Linked DNA regions of Mus musculus: regions 2 and 3 are each linked to region 1. The links are chromatin contacts, called in public HiChIP or PLAC-seq and Micro-C maps. All regions are on one chromosome and are shown on one strand. The core of a region is the stretch at or near the end of the contact, and the rest is flanking DNA. Distances in the headings are between cores, read along the strand shown.

Region 1 (3,714 bases), core at 862-3,361:
ATGCAATCAGTTAAAGAAGTCCTGGGAACATGGTGAAATTGTGTTTTGATAACAAGAGGGAATATGTCATCAAAGGTAAAACTTATCTAGGGAATGTGCAGGTTTTTCCTTCACTTGAGCACAGGTCTCCTTCATGCCCAGGAAGGGTTGCCTTACCTAGGGAAGGGGAATAAAAGCAGCCACAGATCTAACCAGTCTTGGAATCTGGATACACTTAGACCTATTGGCTATTTGGCCCACCCTTTCTCTGCCACCTAGTCTGGAATTCACACCTCTTGATGGAACAGACCAGATCGTGCCTGCCTTCAGTTTCTCAAGGACACTGTTATTTGGGCCTGTCACAGCAACCTTCCCAAAGTTAGTTGAGTCCGGGCTGAACTGAGATTGCCTCAGCCACAGTCCAACCGAATTTAGGACAGGGAATCCCCAAAACCCTCCCTAATGCTTCAGCCAGTGTTGGGTCCCCTAGGACACTGCCCTCACGTGGTTCCCGAGAACCGTGAGTGGGGCTCCTACCACAGGCGGGCAAAAGCTTTGGGCGGTGCAGAGGAGGGACGCGTGGTGGCGCCGGCTCGTGGAAGCAGAGAGCTACTCTCTGGTGTTCCCGGCCCGGCGGGGTGAGCCCGCGGGCTTCAGGGAGTGTCAGTGCCTCTGCAGCTCCGGAGAGTACTTCCAGGAAGACACAAATTTGAATGGGGTAGCAACTTGGTATAAATATTATTAGATTTAGTTTTAAATGGGAGAAAAATAACTGGGATCTTATCTACAACTGAGTTCTTTTAAGGTTGTCACAACACCCTTCTGGTCTGGAACTCACACTTAAACTCTTGGTAAAACAAGGAGTGTCCAGAGGCAGAGATGCCATCTCCACCCACCTTTTGGAAAACTCTGCCTACTCGGATATGAACAAACTCTGGGAAACCTCGTCCTGGAACAGCGGAGGTCTTGTCCCTTCCTGGTGCATTGAACCCGCTGCGTGCTGGCATTTAAAACCCACAGAAGCCAGCTGTGTTTATGACTTGTTTAATTTCACAGGGGATGGGGGAGGGATCAGAAACTACAGGACGGGACGTTTGCCTTAAGCGATGGGGGACCAGTGCTTGGCATCTGATCCTACTAGCACAGAACTCCAGGGAACTTGGGCCGCCGCGCAGGGTGGAGAGCCGGGAGGAAAAAGGAGAGGGAGAGAGGAGGGGCAACGATGGAGGGGCTGAGCAGGAGAGAAGGAAACAGGTGAGCTCTCATTGCCTCTTGAAGGAGATTCCAACGTCTTGGTCCCCAGCAGCGCACCACAGTCCCAACTTAGACAGGCACTTACCAGCTTTGCACGGGTCCTTGTAATCTATAGGCTCCGTTTTGTCCTCTTCGTTCCCATCAAAAGTGTAATCATAATCGAGGCCAGCGCAGACCCACAGCACCCGGGAGAAAACAATACCCGAGACCACCAACCACAGGAGCATCCTCGGGGAGAGCGCTTGCAAACCCATCCTCCTCCCCTAGAGGAAAAGGAGGGGACCAGACCCGGAGGGCCGCGTGGATATGCGGGGCTCTAGGGACAGTGTTCTTATCCCGACTGGGAAGCTCCTCGGAAAGACCTGAATGTTCAGGTGTCCGGAGACATGCGGATGTCTTCAGGACGCTAGAGAGGGCAAATGTCTCCCTGTCTCCCCCGGATGCTGGGGAACTTGGCCGGGGGCCCGCGGGTGGGCGGAAGGCAGGTGAGGAGCTCGGCGCAGGGCAGCCGCAGCCAACCCGGCTCGGTCTAGGTCGTCCTTCCAGCGGTCGAACTTCCCGCGATCACGACCGGCCGCGGCGAGAGGCGCACGGCGGGCTCAGCTGCCACCGGAGCTCCGGCTCCCGCGCCGCGCCCCCGCCGCTGTCAGGACCCCGCGGCCGAGAGCGAGCTGCAGCCGCCTGCGCCCGCCGCTGCCACCGCCGCTGCTCGGGGAAGATGAATCCGGTCTGCACATCAGCACATCTGAACTGAAAGGGGAGACCGAGGAAGGGGGTGGGGGATAGGCATTTCTACGCCGCCAGACCTTAAAAGCCTGCCGAAGCTAGGGAAGCTCCCGACTGCCCGGAGAGCAAAGGGGTGTGAGGATTTGGAGTGCCTCTTTCCCCCCCTCTAGGCTGTCTTTTTACCCTCTTCCTAACTTGAAAAAAAAAAAAATCTTCGCAGCATCTAACCCAATCACTCGCATCCTGCTTACTTATTCATACAATCAGGGTCAGGATCCGGGCCACAGCCTCCTCTCTGACTTCGTTTGATAGCCTTATACAAACAAACAGACACGAGCGCGCTGACATTTCCATTTCTATTTTACTAAAGATAAAAAACCGAATGCATTCCGCATTTGCGTCCACGAACAGCAATTAATAGATGAGGTACGTGTCAGTGCAGAGCGCCAGACCGGGGGTGGCGCGAGGGATCGTGACAACTTCGCTGCAAATCTCTCTATCTTGCCCCCACCCCACCCCCAGATAAATAGGCGATGTGTGTTTCTTTCCCTTGCTGCTGTTTAACCTTCCTACCTCAAGAGTGGAAGGAAAAGTATCTGACCTTTCTCTGTTTGGGTAAGAAAACAGGCATCTGTGCAAAGGCAGTCTCCTAACCAACAAAGTTTTACTAAGAACTAGAGAAATTAATTTTTTTTAAAAAAAATCGAGTTCCAGATCGCACCAGCAGGAAACGCTAAGCCCTCGCTGATGGGCTGGAGCTAGGGCTCACGTGGGCGCAGGAAGGGAAGTTGGAATACTCGCCTCGCAAATTTTCTGACAGTTCTGGCGCCCATGCCCAGCGCCTCCTAGTACCCTTCGGCTTCACTTGTTTGATTTCCTCCCTAGGACAGGGTGTAAGAGCCGGCAGCTGGATCAGAGAGGTAAACCACTCCTCAGCCTAGCAGACTCAAGACAAACACAGGTTGTGGGAAATTGGGGAAGGGAAAAAAAAATCAGAGGAAATCTCTGCAAAAAAGCCCCTGGTGTGAGCAATTCCGAGGTTTCCCCACATCTGTAAGTAGTTTCCAAAATAGGTGAGACGACTTCCCCCACCCCCAAGCTTCCGGGAGCCCAGAGAGCTGAGAGCTTTCCTTTTCTAACAATATCTTTTACTGTCACTTTAGCAGGGACTGTCTTCTGGTGCCTTTGTATCTTTATTAGAGGAACCCATCTCTATTCCAAGTAGCCATTTAGGCAAAAGTAAGGAGCCAGGGAGCCATGAATATCGGAATCCTCTGTCTGTCTGTCTGTCTGTCTGTCTGTCTGTCTGTCTGTCTTTGCCTATCTGTCTCTCTTAGGATAGGAAAAAACCACCTTTGGCTTGGAGATGCGACTACTCTATACTTGCTGCAGAAAAGCAAGCAGATAATCTGGACAACATACTGTTTTCTACTTGAAGGAAAAGGGTAGGAGGTAGACTGGAGGTGATTGTTTCTCGCTTGGCAAAGTTGGAGTTTCTTGATGACCACTACAATGATGACCTCTGCCTGTAGATCTTAAACATCTAATCCTGACATACAGAGCAGACCCAGACCGCGGGTTTAAATAGATAAAACATAAAAGAAAAAACAGAAAAAAAAAAAAAAAAAGCTTGCTAAGGAGGTAAAGACACTGCTTTCGAAATTTCTTGCTGAGTCATGATCAACCCAAACAGAAAAGCTGTTTGTATAATTAATGCTGGTGTTGCTCCTGCAGGGCTAAGCAAAAGTGCATCCT
Region 2 (3,714 bases), core at 375-2,874, 380 kb after region 1:
GGATATAACACAGAGACACCTGACTTGAAAAACCATGAATGAAAGAAAGAAAGAGAGAGAGAGAGAGAGAGAGAGAGAGAGAGAGATGGAGGAAGGAAGGAAGGAAGGAAGGAAGGAAGGAAGGAAGGAAGGAAGGAAGGAAGGAAGGAAGGAAGGAAGGAAGGAAGGAAGGAAGACAGGAAGGAAGGGAGGAACGGAGGAAGAAAAAAGAGGAAAAGAAAAACAGAAACACAAAAACCATCACACATGTTACAAAAATTCACAAATATAACCTTGTGGTTTGGATGCAGGTTAACCAAAACCACATGGTTCCATGTGCTAGAAACTTGGTCCTGAACCCTTAAAAAGTGGGGAAGTGTTCAGTATAATTAGAATATCAGCGGTGTGCCTCACAGGAATAAGGACTCTATGGAAGCTCCGTTTGCTCTCATGATGTTCACCACACTCTCTATCCTCCTGTTTGCTTTGACACACACACACACACACACACACAAGCACTACTGCCCCAGTGCCATCTGCTACAAGGTTCTCACCAAATCTCAACAGATTTTGACATCTTGCCCTTTTGATTTTTACAATAAAGTGCCTAGCATCAGGAATTTTGTCAAAGCAATGGGAAATTTTTTAAATATTTTAAAAGTGACTCTTAGATAGGAAAATAATGACGTCTTGCATTCCCCTTTTTTCTCCCTGTTGTTATCCGTTTGTGTGCAATCTCAAGGAAGCTCAGATGTCAAGTATAGGCATGCTGTCTCTTCACCTTAAGTAGGCCACTGGAAGCTCACTCAGATATCAGCTCTGTCACCCCTGGTACAGAGTTGAGAGTTCAGATTCCTGTGCTGTTAGTACCAGAGCCAGATCATCCTGTCTGTATTAACGAAGAAAAACAAATATGAAGGCCAAGTTTGTGGAGCTGTGGATAGGGTGGTATAGAGCAGTGGGTGTCTCACTTATGAAGCCTAGCATTTAATCCCCAGCACTTCTTGAGAAGGAAGAGGCAGGCAGGAGGATGGGGGCAGTTGTTGGTGTGCGCACAATCCAACAGGACCTGGTTAAAAAGGACTGAAGAGAAAACTCCAGCAAGCAATCCCTCTCCTCACATGTGCCTGTTCACTTAGAGTACTGAGCTCCTGTAGCTGCTTCACAGAGAGCAGAATGGGGGAGTAAACCCAGAGGCTCTCCTTACCCTGAGAGACACACTCTGGCTTCAGAGGAGTTCTGTGTGTTTAATACATACAGCGATACATCTTAGGTTTTAAGCAAAGAATGCTGTACCACCTGCAGCTATAATAGAACCCCAAATCCCACAGCAGTAATTTAGGAAACCCAGAGAAGCCATCTCAACAGATATACAAAGGCCTGATAAGACCCAGTGTTTTCTCACTGTCTTGCTCTTGGAATTTCAGGCAAAAAGTTGAAGTGAAGTTTCCACGCAAAAGACAGCAGCGGGTGACTGATGAGATGGTCTGCCCTAGATAACCCATGGCAAGATGGGGGGACAGGAGTAGGCCTGACACAATGGGTCTGATTTTTTTTCCAGAAATTTTTAGAATAACTGTATGCTGATGTAAGAAGAATGAGGAACTGTTGTCAGAGGGTCCACTAGAAAATTCTAAGGAATGTATTGTTATTCAAACTCTGCAGCTACCCATAAAAGGGCCTGTCATTTTCCCTAACGTGTGTTGTTCTAGGGTAATGAACGAGTGACTTCTTAGGAATTCATCTTAGGAATTCATTAAATACAGTGCTAATTTGTCAGTTGGGTCCATGAATAATTCTAAGAGAGGGAGTCTGTCATGAGTTAACTTTGAAAAAATGCATAGAAAAAAAGCACAAGGGATAGACAACATCTCTCTCCACTTTACAACAACGATGACAGGCAAACACTAGGTGTCCATAAGTGAATGTGAGGGAAAACAGGCAGTGGCAGTGGCAGTGGCAGACAGTTGTAGGTGACAGGCTCTGGTTTTATTGGAAGTTTATGTTGGGATGCCTTTGTTTAGATGTGTGCTGGTCATCGCCTGCCAGACACTCCTCCAGGACTCACTCCCTCAGCAAACACCTGCAGGTAAACGTTCACATTCCTATAACCCAGAACATCTGGGCAAAGTTCCTTGTATTACACCATTTCATCCCCAGTGGATGCTTTGGTGGCCATTTTCCAACAAGTTTTAACAATTTGCTCTCTTCTCTCTGTCTCCCCCTCTCCTCTTCCTCCATCTTTCCCTTCCTCTCTCCTGCCCTCCCTGTTCATGTGTGTCTGTGTGTGTTGATCTGAAACAGGGATATTTCAGTACAAGCAAGAGAGAAAATTGCTTTGTTTTGTTTTAAGTACACTATCACTCAGACTGGCCTAAAACTCAGTACATACTTGAGGCCAACCTCCAATCCACAATGACTAGCCTGTCTCAGTTTGCCAAGTGCTAGGATTGCAGGTGTAAGCCACCAGGCCCAACTTCTCTCTTGTTTAGTTTTTTTCTGCCTTAATATTAAGCAGTGGACAGTTAAAGAGTAATAAATAGAAAACCCACATCTTGTTCTTCAGACTCATCCGAGGAGAGCCGTGAGTAGAACCCAGGTCTGTATTACTAATGGCCATTCTTGCATTTGGAATCCCTTTATGGTGTCCTCACTGCTGATCCTTCAAGGCTATTGGCAGATGCAAGTCACGTGTAGATCCCTCAACGCAAGTTGATCTGCAACAGGGATATTTAAGAGGAACCAAGGTCTCTTTATAGCCCAGTACTACACCACATCACTTTTCCAATAAGGAAACTTTTACCTCATGTGAAGCACGCCCAGCTGTGGGCCTTTGGCTTCCTTGGGTCAGGCCTCAGTGTCTAAGCACCAACTCATTTCATTTATTTTGTAAGTGATAGTGTATCAGAGGCTAATGAACTGGCTCAGTCAACAATGTGCTTGGCATACATCAGATCCTGAGCACTCTTGTTATAGGGAGGAAGGAGGAAGGGAAGGAGAGAGAGAGAGAGACAGAGACAGAGAGACACAGATGGAACGACAGAGAAGCTGAAAGTGGTGCATGTCTGCAACCCAAGCCCTAAGGGCACATATAGGCAAATTCCTAGCGATTGCTGTTCTACTAGCCTGTCTCAACAAGAGAATTTGGTGTGAGAAATGTAAGGTAGGGAATGACTGAGAAAGACACCAATGTCTGGTCTTTACTCATGCACACACAATCACATACACACATACTCTGCAATCACATAAGATAGATAACAACATATCTTTAAGTGATAATCACACATCCTGATAGAGGTGCTAGTAATAGCATTGACTGCATTTTGAGCACATTATATATGCAGTCAGTTTCCTAAATGCTTTGCATACACTAACCAGTGAATTTGACATGTGTTGCACAGGTCCCTTCCTGCAAGTCTTCCTTCTAGACTATACACTGAGCAGAAACTTCACTGTTCATGCCTGAAAGTGTGTCTGACTTTGTCCTCAAGTCTTCTTGGCATCAGTTTCCCACCTGATTTAAGACCCCTACACTTTAGTTAGTGCAGCCCACCTCTGTAGGGTTTTCCTGATTATAATGTGACTATAAGACAAGACATTAGCCAGGACCAGAATCCAAGTGGTTTCCCAGAAAATCCCCTGGGAAGCTGGGAGACAGTGGGAGGGTGTGGCGCTGGGTCTTCCTCTCTTGGGATGAAGTAAGTGCCTGGCCTGGCCTGTCCGGATAAATACTGA
Region 3 (3,714 bases), core at 650-3,149, 320 kb after region 1:
ACAGTTCAATGGGTAAATGCTTGCTGTCCAAACATAAGGACATGAGTTTGGATACCCAGCACCCACATAAAACCTTGTCTGGTCCCTCACACCCTAACCTTGGTGTTGCATAAGGCAACTGTAAACAGGTATATCCATGAGTCTTGCTGATCAACCAGTATACTTTGCTTCTTAAAAGAGAGAGACTGATTCCTAGAAAAGACATACTGAGACCAAGTAGAGCACCCAACATCAACCTTCGGACTCCATATGTGCACACAGAGACAAGTGTACCTGCACCACAAGTGTACAGATACACACACACACACACACACACAGAGATACACACACACAGATACTCACACACACACACACACACACACACACAGAGACACACACACACAGATACACACACACAGAGACACACACTCACAGATACACACACACAGAGACACACACAGAGATACACACACAGACACACACACACACAGAGAAACACAGAGATACACACAGACACACACACAGACACACACACACCAAAAAAAAGAGGTGATGGAATTATTTATATGACTAACTTTAAAGCTGAAACAAAAAAATGAATGTTTTTAATCAATAGAAAATCATTTCACCATCACTGAAGTCTGTTTTCCCTAATTAAAACAGAGTTTTGCACATTTAAATACATTTGAATTATTTAAATCACTTAAAGCTAAGCATGATCAAATCAAATGAGCACACAGAACAGCATTTCTTTATATCATCTTCACTATCATCAGTAAAGAGTTATAGCTGAGGTTATTTAAGCATCTCAGTGTAGTCCTCACCAGGCTTGGAAGAAGAGTCTCGTGGTCCCCTAACAATACGTGGCTTACCCATTCCCATGAAGTCCACCTTACAGTTTTCTTATCCCCCAGAGTACATGTTACATTGCGGAGGCAACTTCATACATATTTACATGCCACTTCGTGTCACCTTTGTGCTCCCTCCGGACTCACTTCATCAGGTTTCCCTGACATCCAACCTCCAGCGCTTACGACGATGCTGACATACAGCACAATAACTGCTTACTGAAAATCAGATGCTGCTTATGTTTTATTATAGTTCATGATTAATGCAGAACTGAGACAAACACAGAACAAGAAAAAATGTGCTTCTGTTTTTCTTTTGAAAGCTCCCTATTTCTACCAGGTTGCAAAATGAAGGAAGGGATGGAGGTGGGGGATGACCAGTCACTTTAATGTCAATAGTCATTTTTTCAAAACACATTTTTTAACACAGAAAAAAAAACATTTTTGAATAATTTTCATCTTAACAGGAAATCCAAAGCAAAGTCAATAATTACATTTTGCCACTTTATTTCAGAGCTCAAGCAAGCACTCCACTATCTCCCTCCACAGCCGTAGCCAGCCTTAGCTCTGTTAAAGCCTGAGTGGAAAGGTAGTTTTATGTGAAATTGGTTTACTTTTAATCAACTTGGACAATAGCCATTGATTGCTTTTCCCGCACTCTTAAAATTTCATGATTACAAATACCTATAAATAATGTCACCTTGTCTTGGGACATGAATTTGAAAACACGAAACACATCAGCCTGACACTGATCAAAATCCCCACTGCTGTTAAGAGTCAGGCAGCCATGCTCAGCAGCTTGATAAAGGCCATGGCTGCACGGTATTGCGGCAATGCCCCTGCTTTATCAATGTCCAAAAGTCAGCATTGACTCATTTCATTTCTTGAACAGAACATTATGAACGCTTTCTACCAAAGCTCAATTAGTCATATTTTTAATCATTGCCTTGTTAAAACATGCATGGCAGACTGACTGTTCTAGGAAAAACAGTAGGTTAGTCAGCTGGCTAATAACGCTGAACTGGTAAATTGCTGTGTTTACTTCTCGCTGTATGGCCACTGCAGTCAGACATTTGTGGATCGGTAGACATGAGTCAGAGACTGAAAATGTCCAGGCACATTCATAGACAGCTCATCAAGGACTATAGTGAGCTGTTTTTAGCTTTTTCTAACTTGTAGTTTCTAAACAAGCTATAGGAATTGAGGGAGTCAGTTACAGGTTTCTTTCCCCAGACACAAACAAGACTACACTGTGCTAGTTGGAATTCAGGAAGGAGAAATCAGCCACTGGATGTAGAGCCCTTGAAACTTGTGCCTGGACTTGCAACCAGACCATTAAAGTTATTCAACTTCAGGTATCGGATATGACTCAGTAATTCCATGGCAGAGTGCTTTATAGTATGTCTGATAACGATGGGTTGCTTGATCCCCAGAAACATAAGTACATGCACATATACACAGAGACTCTACCTTGTTCTGCGTGTTCAGCATACCTGTTCAGATTATTTCTATTTTACATGTCTGAGTGCTTCCAGACCATGGTGCTGTTCTGATGCTTGTAGCAAGAGAGAAAAAGAGAGGGGGGGGGGGGAGAAAGAGATGTTTTCAGGAGTTTCCAACTGAAGTTTGAATATGAGAGTCTCTGCTAAGTGGCGCTTCAGGCCAAAGACTGTTCCCAGAGGATCCTGAGTTGAGTAGCAATGGCTACACTCTAGCCCTGCCATAGCTCAATTACCAGATCAGTGGTTCTCAACTTTTAATGTTGCAACCCTTTGATACAGGTCCTCATGTTGTGGTGAGCCGCCCCACTATAAAAATATCTGATATGCAGGATATCTGATATGTCACCCCTATGAAAGGGTCATTCAACCCCTACAGTGGTTGAAACCCACAGGTTGAGAACCACTGTATTACAGAAGTTGTAGTCATGTTCAATGAACCTGGCCTCCAGGAAACATTCTAGCCGACTATTCGGGGCAGCACATGGAAGCTGTCTGCAGAGCTACATCTGTGCAACACATTCTCTTGAAAGGAGATCTGAGCGGGTGACCTCCTTAGCCAACACAGACATCATTTGTATATTTGTGAAAATATTTTGGCATCAAGTTTCCCACAGGTAGTAGTCCCCAGTGGAGCAAATGCCTCAGATTTGAGATTTTTAAAATCACATTAAAAGAAAATAAAGGAATAGCTGTCGTTAAGGACACTTTCTGGAAAGAAAAGCATAGTAAATTCCATATGGACAATTTTAGGCACACGCCAGTGTCACAGTTTGCTTTTACACCGCTGCGATAGAACACTGACCCAAAGGCCTGTTTTATGAGACAGAGTCCATGTGTAACATGTCTCAGCTGGTCAAGAACCTGAAACTAGTTAGGCCAGGGACCTAGGAGAAAACCAAATACTAGTGTTCTGCTAAAAGAGTATGGCAATAAAATAAATGCTAGTGACATTCTATACGATACGATACGATATGATACGATACTCTTAGTATAGTGCTATACTCTTAGCTCAGTGTCTACCTCGGCGATCACTGAGAGGTTTCCTTCTGCAGAAGATGGGACCCAATACAGAGACACAAAACTAGGTAATGTACAGAGAGGGTCAGCCCTTTGTAGCACTCAGTCCAGGATGAGATGTCTTCATTAAACCTCTGTCCTCATAGCTCAGGGAGCTGATGTTTAGAAGTGATGGAAAGAATCTAAACTGCTGTCTAAATACTTCAACTGCCCAAATTCCTTTCCTCATTTCTATCTTGCTGCAAAGGTCTGATCAGCATTATGCTGCTGCTGCTGCTGCTGCTGCTGCTCCTCCTCCTCCTCCTCCTCCTCCTCCTCCTCCTCCTCCTCCCCGCTTAATCTTACAGCATGAATTGACTCCTAAAATC

Evidence for each region. Hi-C and Micro-C count contacts between places; a contact is called where the count stands out from the background. HiChIP or PLAC-seq counts read pairs in DNA pulled down with a chosen protein or histone mark.
Region 2: a contact with region 1 is called in a Micro-C map of embryonic fibroblasts, with 6 times the contacts expected there. The contact joins the enhancer-like site here to the promoter of Tll1 in region 1. A contact is called at or near these places in 8 of 39 promoter capture datasets (the 3T3-L1 cell line, 3T3-L1-derived adipocytes, cranial neural crest and 3 more), 14 of 484 Hi-C or Micro-C datasets (Sertoli cells, adipose-derived mesenchymal stem cells, cerebellar granule neurons and 5 more), 8 of 115 datasets of contacts at active chromatin or transcription factors (embryonic stem cells, heart atrium and stem cell-derived neural progenitor cells) and 1 of 9 other capture datasets (embryonic stem cells).
Region 3: an H3K27ac HiChIP or PLAC-seq map of embryonic fibroblasts shows a contact between it and region 1, with 6 times the contacts expected there. The contact joins the enhancer-like site here to the promoter of Tll1 in region 1. A contact is called at or near these places in 6 of 39 promoter capture datasets (cranial neural crest, embryonic stem cells, frontonasal cranial neural crest and 2 more), 4 of 484 Hi-C or Micro-C datasets (embryonic fibroblasts, embryonic stem cells, granulosa cells and 1 more), 17 of 115 datasets of contacts at active chromatin or transcription factors (the NIH/3T3 cell line, astrocytes, embryonic fibroblasts and 11 more) and 2 of 9 other capture datasets (adipose tissue and liver).

What each region holds. Positions count from the first base shown.
Region 1 is chr8:64,203,897-64,207,610 of GRCm38.p6, forward strand. It overlaps Tll1 (tolloid-like), which reads right to left and starts at 2,112. Exons shown (of 21, transcript NM_009390.3): 1 at 1,319-2,112. The coding sequence starts at 1,487.
Region 2 is chr8:64,581,382-64,585,095 of GRCm38.p6, forward strand. No RefSeq gene overlaps it. Among named protein-coding and RNA genes, the nearest start is that of Mir710, 69 kb to the left of the region's middle. Within about 2 kb of position 1,625, at least 15 of the 459 cell types and tissues checked have an H3K27ac peak or open chromatin away from gene starts, as enhancers often do. A contact at or near this core is called in embryonic fibroblasts, where this site is marked.
Region 3 is chr8:64,520,987-64,524,700 of GRCm38.p6, forward strand. No RefSeq gene overlaps it. Among named protein-coding and RNA genes, the nearest start is that of Mir710, 8.4 kb to the left of the region's middle. Within about 2 kb of position 1,900, at least 51 of the 459 cell types and tissues checked have an H3K27ac peak or open chromatin away from gene starts, as enhancers often do. A contact at or near this core is called in the NIH/3T3 cell line, embryonic fibroblasts, granulosa cells and 1 more, where this site is marked.